Linked DNA regions of Mus musculus: region 2 is linked to region 1. Evidence: chromatin contacts called from public promoter capture Hi-C data. All regions are on one chromosome and are shown on one strand. The core of a region is the stretch at or near the end of the contact, and the rest is flanking DNA. Distances in the headings are between cores, read along the strand shown. Region 1 holds the start of Krtap10-10 (keratin associated protein 10-10). Region 2 holds the start of Sumo3 (small ubiquitin-like modifier 3).

Evidence for each region. Promoter capture Hi-C pulls out the DNA fragments that hold promoters and counts their contacts.
Region 2: a promoter capture Hi-C map of liver shows a contact between it and region 1, with 3 times the contacts expected there. The contact joins the promoter of Sumo3 here to the promoter of Krtap10-10 in region 1. A contact is called at or near these places in 4 of 39 promoter capture datasets (hippocampal neurons, liver, pre-B cells and 1 more).

Annotation. Positions count from the first base shown.
Region 1 is chr10:77,834,184-77,839,478 of GRCm38.p6, reverse strand. It overlaps Krtap10-10 (keratin associated protein 10-10), which reads right to left and starts at 3,532. Exons shown (of 1, transcript NM_001024709.3): 1 at 2,228-3,532. The coding sequence starts at 3,480. The coding sequence ends at 2,827. All of the region lies in intron 2 of Tspear (thrombospondin type laminin G domain and EAR repeats), which reads right to left.
Region 2 is chr10:77,602,478-77,607,626 of GRCm38.p6, reverse strand. It overlaps Sumo3 (small ubiquitin-like modifier 3), which reads right to left and starts at 1,530. Exons shown (of 4, transcript NM_019929.4): 1 at 1,286-1,530. The coding sequence starts at 1,306.

The DNA of each region.
Region 1 (5,295 bases), core at 2,283-4,782:
AGCTCAGAGCAAAGACTGCAGCAAAGAGACCATGTCCTACACAGTCACTCAGTCAGAGTAAGAGATAGCTTCCAGGATGTTGCATGGTCACAGGGCCTCCCTGACCACGCCTGCTTCATCCATCTAAAAATGGGGTTCCTGCACCCCACGCTCCCTAACTGTTCTAACTCATATTGCTGAAGGGCATTCTTGCCAGACTGCGGATCTCCATGATAGGGAAACAAGCTTCATTCCCAGAACTCTCCAAGGAGGGAACAGCCGTCTTTCAAGGCCAGGATCAGTGGGAGACTCTCAGATGACTCATGGTGTCAAGGACAAGAGAACTGCCCTGCCCAGCCCCACGAGGCAAATGAAGGCTCATGTGGAATCTGCACACGTGGTTGACCACTCTCAGGGTGGCAGGTTCAGTCTTCAGAACAGATCCAGGTGCTGGGCAAAGAAAGGACTCAGGTGGGACCCATTGCCTGCCCTTCTGGCCTTCAAGTAGGCACTGGAACTTGGAAGGAACTTGACCGGGCCCATGTTTATTGAAAGGCTGCAAGGGGCTGTCGCTTCAGGTAAGGACCAGCAAGATATACCACAGCAGCCAGTGGGGACCAGGGCTGCTGGAGCACTGAGCCATCTGCCCATCGATTCCCATAACTCCCATAATTCCCATTCTGTTGGCAAACTCATGTCTTTAAAAAAAATGATTTGATTTTTTGTGTGTGTGTGTGTGTTTGTCTTGTGTATGTGTTTGTGTGTGTGTCTTTGTGTATGTGTTTACATGTGAGTTTTTGTAGATGTAAGTATGTATGAGTGTATGTGTATTTGAATATTTGTGTGTTTGTGTATATGTATGAGTGTGTAAGTGGGTATGTGAATATTTGTGAGTGTGTTTGTGTGTGAGTATGCATATGAATGGTTGTGTGTGTATATATATATATATATATATATATATATATATATATGAGTGTGTGTGAATGTGTTGAATGTGTGTTTATGTCTGTGTAGGTCTATGTTTGTATGTGTGTGAGTGTATGTATGATATGTGAATGCGTGTGAGTGTATGTATGGTTTGTGTGTGTTTGTATGTTTGTGTGAGTGTGTATATGAGTGTTTATGTGTATTTATGCGTGTGTAAGTCTGTGTTTGTGTATGTTTGTATTGTGTATGTATATTTGTTGTGTGTATGAGCATTTGTGTGTGTATTTATGTGTGTGAGTGTGGGCTTGTAAATGTATATGTGTATGTGTGGCTATATGATTATGAATGTGGTGTGTATATGTTTGTCTATGTGTGAGTGTTTGTATGTATGACTGTGTGTGTGAATCTGTGTGTGTCTCTGTGTGTGAATCTGTATGTGTTTGTGTGTGTGAATCTGTGTGTGTCTGTATGTGTGAATCTGTGTATGTTTGTGTGTGAGTGTGTATCTGAGTGTATGTGTGTGTGAGTGTGTATATGTGTGTATGTGTTTGTGTGTGTGTCTGTGAGTGTGTGCATATTTGTTGTGCATTTAAGTGTTTTTGTGTGTGTGTGAGTGTGTATCTGAGTGTATGTGTTTGTGTGTGTGTATATGTGTGTATGTGTTTGTGTGTGTGTGTCTGTGTGTGCATATTTGTTGTTCATTTAAGTGTTTCTGTGTGAGTGTGAATGTGTGTATTTTTGTGTGCATGAGTGTATATGAGTGTGTGCATATTTGTTGTGTGTATAAGTGTTTGTGTGTGTGTGTGTGAGTCTGTGTGTGATTTTGTTGTGTGGATAAGTATTTGTAAGTGTGAGTGTGAATGTGTGTGTGTGTTGTGTACCTGTGGATGTCAGAAGACAACTGGCTGAAGTCGGTTCTCTCTTGCTATCTTGTAGGATCTGGGAATCAATCTCCAGTTGGCAGCCTCTTCCTGAGTGCCGCAGCCCCGTGATGACCTCAGTAGCCCACTGACAATCTCACTAGCCCCCAACCTCGTGTGTTCTGGGTGCTGCGAGGGGGCCAGTAGCAAATCTAACAAAGGTGGCTACGGCCCCTGTGCTTCCAGCACTTCATCCGAGGTCTCCACCTGCGCTGTCAGCACCATGATTTAGCCAGAAAGGACAAGGTGCACAGGAGACAGGCCACCAGGAATGAGAACAGGTAGAAACTTCTAGAAACAGAATTGAGTCCCAGAAATGGCCAATGTAGAAGTGACCGATCAAATTGGAAAGCGAATAGATGCAGAAGCTTACAGAACCAGACCAGTGCCACAAGTTCTTCTGAGAATCTCGTTTTATTTCACAAGATACTGAGTAGAGGGCGGTGAGGACAGGGAAGGGTGCTGAGTGGATGAGGGAAGTCACAGAGGAGGAGACCCAAGGTCAACTTAGCTCTGAGGTCTGCACAGGGGGACAGGAACACAGAGCAGGGTGTCAGGCCTCAGCAGAGCCTGGCCGGCCTAACTGTGGCAACTGTCTAGTAGCCCAGAAAGTGTCTCCCTGAAGTCTGTTGGGTAGGGACTACTTCAGAAGAGCTGGTCACACACAGAGAGGAGAACCAAATAGCCAGTGGAAAGGCAACATTGGATGCAGCTTAAGGACAGGGTCCCAGAGGAAGTAACTCATACCACGTGAAGCCTTTTCCCATGGGTGGCCAGATATTCTGGTGAGGCCTCAGAAGGTTTGCAGGACTCACAGCTTGTCAGCTGATCACAGGATAGTAGCCACCATCAGACCTGACAAAAAGGAGTGTGGGAAACTCGGAGCTGAGCAGGGAAACATGGGTATGAGGCTGAACCCAGTTGTGGGAACAGGCCCGCTTGCCTGACTCTGAGGGTATCAGACCTGCACCTGGGGAATTCTAAAGCATGGGACAGTCCCTCAGCAGCTGGACTTCTGGCCACAGCAGGCCTGTTTGGAGCAGGCAGGGCGGCACAGCAGGGATACACAGGAGGCTGGGCGGCAGCAGTTGGGCTGGCAGGAGGAGGCACAGCAGGAGGAGGTGGGCACACAGCAGGCAGGTCTGCACACAGGGCGACACAGCAGGGACAGGCTGGAGCAGGGCTTGCAGCACACAGGAGCACAGCAGGAGGGCTGGCAGCAGGAGGAGGAGGAGCCAGAGCAGATGGGTGTGCAGCACACAGGCTTACAGCAGACAGGTGTGCAGCAGACAGGTGTGCAGCAGACAGGTGTGCAACAAACAGGTACACAGCAGGATGGCTGGCAGGGGGAGCAGGTGCAGCAAGCTGGCTGGCAGCTAGACTGCTGGCAGCATGAGGGTGTGCAGCAGGAAGATTGGCAGCAGGGGCTGGACACACAGCTCACTGGGGTGCAGATGAGGGTCAGGCAGGGGGCTGGGGCACAGCAGCTGGGCTGGCAGCAGCTGGGCTGGCAGCAGCTGGGCTGGCAGCAGCTGGGCTGGCAGCAGCTGGGGGCACAGCAGCAGGGCTCACAGCAGCTCTCTGGGCAGTCATCCACCTGCCAGGAGGAGTTGGTGCGAGCATCAGAGCAAACAGACATGGTGGAGGCGGCCATGGCGGGTTTGGCTGGAGGAGGGTGAGCGTGTGTTGAGTGAATGTGTGTGTGTATGTGAGGTGTTCTGGTGGCCGCCTTTATACTCCTGAGCTGCTTGTATTTTGTTGTGCCTCAGCTTCTGGCTTCCTTTTCCTCATTGTGTTTGGAGTCAGCCTGTGGCTGTCAACAAATACTGCAATCTGGTGAGGCTCTGGAGCTCTTTTTTAATCCCTGGGGGAGATTGCACTGAGATGCTCAGATTACATAAGAGGCAGGGATGGCAGCAGCCAGGTGACATTCTCGAGGTGGCAGCCACCGTTCTTCTCTCAGAAGTCTTAGACTTGAGGCAGCTTCTCTGGCCGAGCAGAGACGGAGCGGGGGCACCCAGGCTTTGAGGATGGGGGCATGTGCTCCTAAATTGTTGTGTAGGACTTGCTGTGGGAGCTCAGTGGGAACTCAAGGATACCTTCATGCCCGTGACAGGCCCCCCGGAGTCTGCCTGGAGCTGAGGTTGGCTCACAGAGGTTGTGAGAAAGATCGCAGCAGAGACAGTGAGGTCGATGCTTTCTGGCACATTCCATGTTGAGCTCCTCAGGAGCCCCCAGCAGTGCCCATAATGTGTATGCATCCTTTGCCACCTCTGAACTCTGGCAGCCTCTCCTGTTCTCGGGTCCTCAGAGCTCCTGTGGCCCCATGGGCACTGGGAGTTCCTTCATTCAACACAACTCTGCTAAAGGATGCAGACATGGTGCAAGGACAAGTTATTCACTAGAGCCTTGGCCTGTGGAGCTACTCATGCTAAGCTCAGCTCCAAGCCTGGGTGACACCCAGAGTTCTGGTTACTCATCTTTCCATGGTCCCTATACTCCGCCACATTCCTGAGGGTCAAGGCACATCCTTGGGGATACTCTGGGCTGCAGAGTCTCCAAATAGCTTCTCACTCTATCAGGCACTGGCTGGGTTGGGTGGGTGACAGGGCTTGGAACCTCTGTGGTTCTGATGGTGGAGTGAGATGCTGTGCTAGGACCCTCCGTGAGATATCCAGGCGAGAGAAAGGATTCTGGGATAGAGCCCTGGAAGATGTGAGGAGACAGACACATTTTACCCGAGGACAGGTAACCAGCCACATGGCAGAATGTAGGTTAAAATACATGTGTTGTCTTTAGTTATGATCTAATCAGAGCAGAGCCTAGCTATATGGCCAAGGTATTTGTAAATATATTTTGAGTCTGAGTCTTATTTCTGGGAGCCTGGGGCTCAGAGGCAGAACCAGGCCTAACTGCTACCTCATGCAGTCAGATGGAGAAGTTCCATTTCAAACAAAGGCTGAAAATTATCAGGTTTATTGAAAGACATTGATCTTCACACCCAGGGAGTTCAGCTGATGAGATGGAGCCCACTGGGTAGATCTGCAAGCCAGGTGTTACAATGAGAAAGCTGAGCCCAAACCGAGGGGAAAATCCTGAAAACTGCAAAGGGAACCCTCAGAAAAGCAATGGCTAGCCTTGGCCTGATACCAGGAGGCCAGAGGCAGTGGGTGAGACCTATACACACAGTAAAACCATTTCAGAAGCTAAGGCAAAATAGAGGCGTCTCGATAAGCAAAACCAAGAGGCTCCGCCGTGAGCAGACACATCCTTCAGAAAAAAGAGGCAGGGTACAGAATAGGAAGAGATTTTACCAGCTACACATGCAATAGAGGGCTAGTATCTAAAACGTATAACATGTATAGATCTAAACAGAAGCTCTAGGAGATGAAACACAAGTGGCTGAAAAACATTTAGAAAAGTTCAACACCCCGAGTCATCAGGGAAGCGCAAATCAAAACGGCTTTGA
Region 2 (5,149 bases), core at 281-2,780, 230 kb after region 1:
GCCTGGAGTTCTCTAATTAGCAAGTAAATACAGAAGAAGGAGGGCTTACTCAGCACACTGACTGCCAACACCTGACACCCGGGAGCTCCTGGGTATAGGTGGAGGCCAGCATGAGCTACACAGGGAAACATTCAGGAGACAGAAACAGGAAGATCTCTTTTGAGTTTGAAGTCAGCCTGGTCTTAAACTCCAGGACAGCTTGGACCACAAAGGAACCTTGTCTAAAAAAAAAGGGGGGGGGGCCGCTGTGGGGGTGTGGAGAGAGTAAGTAACTCACTGGTAGAGCATCTGCCTAGTGGACAACAGCCCCTGGGCTGCGTCACCAAAATATAACATATAACCCTCTGTCTCCACTAACCCGAGGCAGAAGGCATGGCCACTCCAGTACACACCAGGCATTCACTTCCTGCCTAACCGCACCAAAAGGTTACAACTCTTGTTGTAGTTACCAGCTACAAAATATAATAAAGTAAGTTGTCTACTCTTGGCACAGGGCGAACAGGTGCTCATTCAATATCCGGGATGGTGCAGGCAGGACCCAAGGCTGAGCTGAAATTAAAGGTAAGGACCTCGCAGGCAAGATATTTCTGGGCTCGGCTGCTGAGCATGGTACCATGGCATTAGTCCAGATGCTTGCCCTGCTCCTGGGGTCTCTCACCTGAGCCAACACAGTGGTCATCTCCAGGCCAGTCAAGAGCACAGAATGCCAGGCTCCAACGTTTATCTCCCGTTGGATAAAACTGCCCCCAGCAGGGCAGGTGAGTGTGGGAAAACTGTTCAATTTGAAATGGGCAACCCTGGCCTTCCCACGCACCAACTGCCGAGACCACGGCGATGGAGTGGAAGGGCATGCGGCCGGGCGAACATTGGAAGCCCGGAGCGGCCAGCCTTGCTCTTACTCCGGTGCAGCTCTCACGAGCGCCCGCTGAGCCTCACGCGCAGCACCACGCGTGCAACTGTGCGCACGGCACGCGAAAGGATGGCCGCGTCAGGGAGTGAGGCCCTTGCGAACCAAGAACCAGCACCCAAGTTCCGGGTTCTCGAGCCGTGGGCGGGGCTACACCCGGGGCGGGGCTACCCCGGAGGCGGAGCCTTGGTGTGGCGGGAGGCACAGCCGGGGGTGGGGCTAGCGCGCTGCCCGGGGCGGAGTGCAATGCTGGTGGGGGAGGGGCGCGGGTCGGTGGGGGAGGGGCGCTGAGGCTCGGGCGCGGCCCCGCGGGCCCTTTTTGCGCGCGGCCCGGCCTGCGTTCCGCGGAATCTGCTGCGGCTTGCGTACCGGGCTTACCTTGGGCTTCTCTTCCGACATGGTTGCGCAGCGACGGCGGCGGCAAGCGCAGCGGGAACCGGTGGCACTGGAGCGGGCGAGTCACGCTCTCTGCCCCGCCGCTCTCCCGCCGCAACTGTCGCGGGGCCGCGCTTTATCCCTAAATCCCGGCGCGCTGGTTGGTCGCGCGGAGTCACGTGGTCGGGCGCGTGCACGAGGCGCGCGCCCCGCGCCGCGGGTGCGCGCTGGCCAGCCGCGATTCAGGACGGTTGCGAATGCGTCACGGGGCGGGTCAGGCGCCCGGGTGCGCGCAGAGCCCCGGGGACGCGCGACTCAAGGTCCTAGGCCCAGAGACCCCGGATGTGGGTGCAAGACTGCGCGTCCACGCAGGGAGGCACGGGAGGAGTGGGGGCGCTGTGTGCTAGGTCAGGACCCAGAGGAACGTTTTGGCCCAACCAGTAGCCTCTTCACCACCCACATTTGGGGACTTTTTCTTATATGCAGGCTGCATTTGGGTAAGAGAGGGCAAAGAAACTCAGGCTAACCCTTTCAGGTGGTCCGGAAGACGAATAAGGAGGTTACCAGGCATGGTTTATGGACCACACACTCCTGGAACAGGCCTCTGGCCTTTAATTTGAATGTCACAGGAGGGCTCATGTCTAGAAAAGGCATCCTTTGAGGACACAGAGGATGGCTTCTGTTGGCCCAGAAAGCCAGCACATGCTCCCATTTCATCTTTTTTCATTTGATTTCCTGGATGGGGTGGACCAGCCTCCACAAGGGCCATTCCCAAGATGGCTCTCCAGAAGGACAAGCTCTTCCCCTTCATTCTCACTATCTAGCTGCCTTTCTCCCTCCTTACGTAGTCCCAAAGTAACCACTAGGTGGCTTGGGTGGGTGAGAGTGACAGGCACAGAAAGCTTCCCTTCTGACCTACCATTTGCTGTTTCTGGAATGCTATTGTGGACACTAATAACCCATTTTACACAGCACACCAAGATGCCTAGAAGTTTAATAACATGCCCAAGGAGTCAACTAGATAAGCAAAACAAGGGAAGCTTGAGCTGGAAGATCCATCGGGAGCCCTGGCTAAGGGGTCAAGAGTGTCCTTTCCTTGTATCTTGGCGTGAGTTTTTAGAATGCAGCCCACAGGCCCTCTGTGTCTGTCTGCTAACACCTGCAAATCAGGCCAGTCAGGGCTGACACAGTCACCCACAGTCGTCTCAGGAAGGTGTTGATTGGCCGTGTTCCAGGACCACACAGCAGCCTCCAGAGAAGTGGCGCTCTGTTTGACAGAAGTATGTTTCTGTTCCAAGGAAGGGCCAGCAGACAAGTATCCCCACTTCCTGGTAATACTGCAAAGCTACTAAGCCAAGTGTCTGTGAAGCCAACCTTTTTTAGCCTTTCCCCTGTACACATGACCTTTCTTCGAGAAGTTTGTCAAGGTCTTCCACAAGGACGCATTTGGAACTCATCCCACACCCAGACCAGACCAAGGTATGGATTTTCCTCAAATACAGATCATGGTCATCCTTAGCTGAACATATCTCTGGAATGTCCAGCTCAGACTGTGTAACTGGGAGACAGGACTCCAGAAACCAGGCTGACTGAAGCAGTTGTTGGAGATCAGAGCACACCTTCCCTCCACTATTAGCTGTGAGTGACTCGGGGCAGGCAGTGTTCAGACCACAGTGTACCACCAGCTCTAAGATGCCAAGCATTATAAAGTGTTGTATTAACAGTTTATAGGATACAAGAATCAAACCTGAGGGTCTGTGGCTGAGGGCATCTGTTACCAAGTGATCGGAGAACAACACGTGCAGCACAGGATGGATGAACTCGGCACCTACGTGAGCTGCAGCAAGAAACAGCCACACTGCGATCCATTCACACCATATGATGACCCATTCACACACTGAAAGCCTACCATTATGCAAAGTGAACAACCGGTAACAGGAAGATGCTCACTCGTGTGTATTTCAAAGCCTGTTCTTAAGATATGTGTATGTCTATGTCTATGTCTATGTGTATATGTAAACAGAACACTCCGTTTTCCCAAAGGACCTGAGTTTGGATCTCAGCGCCCCTTCTCCAGGACGTCTGGCACCCTCTTCTGGCCTCTATAGGTACTGCACTCACACACACCTACCCATACACAGAACACATACACACACCTTTTTTTTTTTAATGTTGTAAGGAGGCCCCTTGGGCATGGATGAGACCTTAGCATGACTTTGGTTACCTGAGAAGAGTGGCTTGCCTTGCATGGGGCATCCCAGCCTGCCTTCATACAGCAGACCCAGACACCCCATAATAAGCTGAGGTTCCACACACACCTAGTCACACACTCTTCCAAGGAGACAGCTGAGGATCAAGAACAGCATCCAGAGAAGATGAAGAGAGGGCCCTGGCTGAGGAACTTCCCAAGGGAAATCAAGGGACTCTGGGGTCTCAGGGAAAGAGAGGGACGGGAAGAAGCAGAGGCCCTGCTGAATCAGTACAAGTGTGTATCCACCTGACCAGAATCCCGGATCAGTGCAAGTATGTATCAGAATCTCAAGGAAAGAAAATGGAACAAAGAGACACAACCTAAGACATTTCCCGAGACTAAGCAAATATGTTCATGTTTCTTACAGACTTAAATAAATGGCTCTACAAATGGAGCATGCTTTCAAGTACCAAAAAGCCAGAGAAGGTTGGCTCAGAGGAACTCCCTGTAAGGATGGATTCTAAAGGTTCCTTGCAGTGAAGGATGTCCTGGTCCTGTTGCCTCCCATAGCTGCACGGACACCAGAGAGGCAGAGGCTGGAAGATCGCGAGTTTGGAGGAGACTCCTTATCTCAAGCTAGCTATTTTAAATTTTTTTCATAAAGATTCCAGGTAGCTAGCAACAAGGAGACTTTCTCTGAGGAAAGGAAAGTCAAGAAAGGAAGGGTGCTTGGCCTCCCCACAAGGATGGACCTGGAACTGAGACCCAAACCTGTTCCTTCCCTAAACTGGTTTCATTGGTGTATTTTGCCACCAAAGCATGAAACTAGGAAAGAGGCTGGGTGTAGCCTCCCCCAACCTGAAGCGAGCTGACAAGGACCTTGTCAGCCACTGAGGTGGGGCCACCTGCAGGGTAGTCTTCCTACTTAGATGGCTATATTGTTATGTCAACTACCTCTGCTCTTCTCCGAGACTCTGCTACCTGCTGAGAGACCCTTGAAACGTCCTATCCTGCACTTCGCCTACAGGCTGTCTCCAGGCACCAAGAATGAATTGGGGGGAGGGGAGACTCCCCCCTTTATAAGCACAGACTCTTAGTAAACTTTGGGGCCTTAATCAGAGAAAATTTGTCTTGGCCTCATTATTTCTCTCGCTGTCTAGTCTTTCTTTCAGCCCCAGCCTGCCTTCCAGGAGTACCCAGTTCTTGTAGGCCAAGGGCAGCCTGCAACTACAGCTGGGTAGCTGTATGTTCAGCCCTTGCAGCCCCAAGACCATCCTGTCCAGTTACAATCTGGGCAAAGCTTATCCGTCTTCTTCCCACCAGCAACCTGAAGCAGAAAGATTGAGGCAAAGAGTCCATGTGAAGATACTGCGCAAGGACTCCACTTAGCTGATGTGTTCTTTTTCTCAGAGTCCAGAACGAATGTTTACAAAGAAAACCGCATGACCCAGTCCAGGAAGCTTATCCAGGAGAAAGAAGCCCACAGGAGAGGGTATGGACTTAACCAGATAGACTGGGAAGTAGCTGTGATTAATACGTCCAGGAAATGGATTCAAAGACAGAAACTTTGCACAGAGAAGTAGAACATATTTCAGAATCCAACTGAAACTCTCCAAAACAAAAGCAAATGAGATCTGAATCCACTGGATGACCATAAAAGCAGATAAGATCCAGTG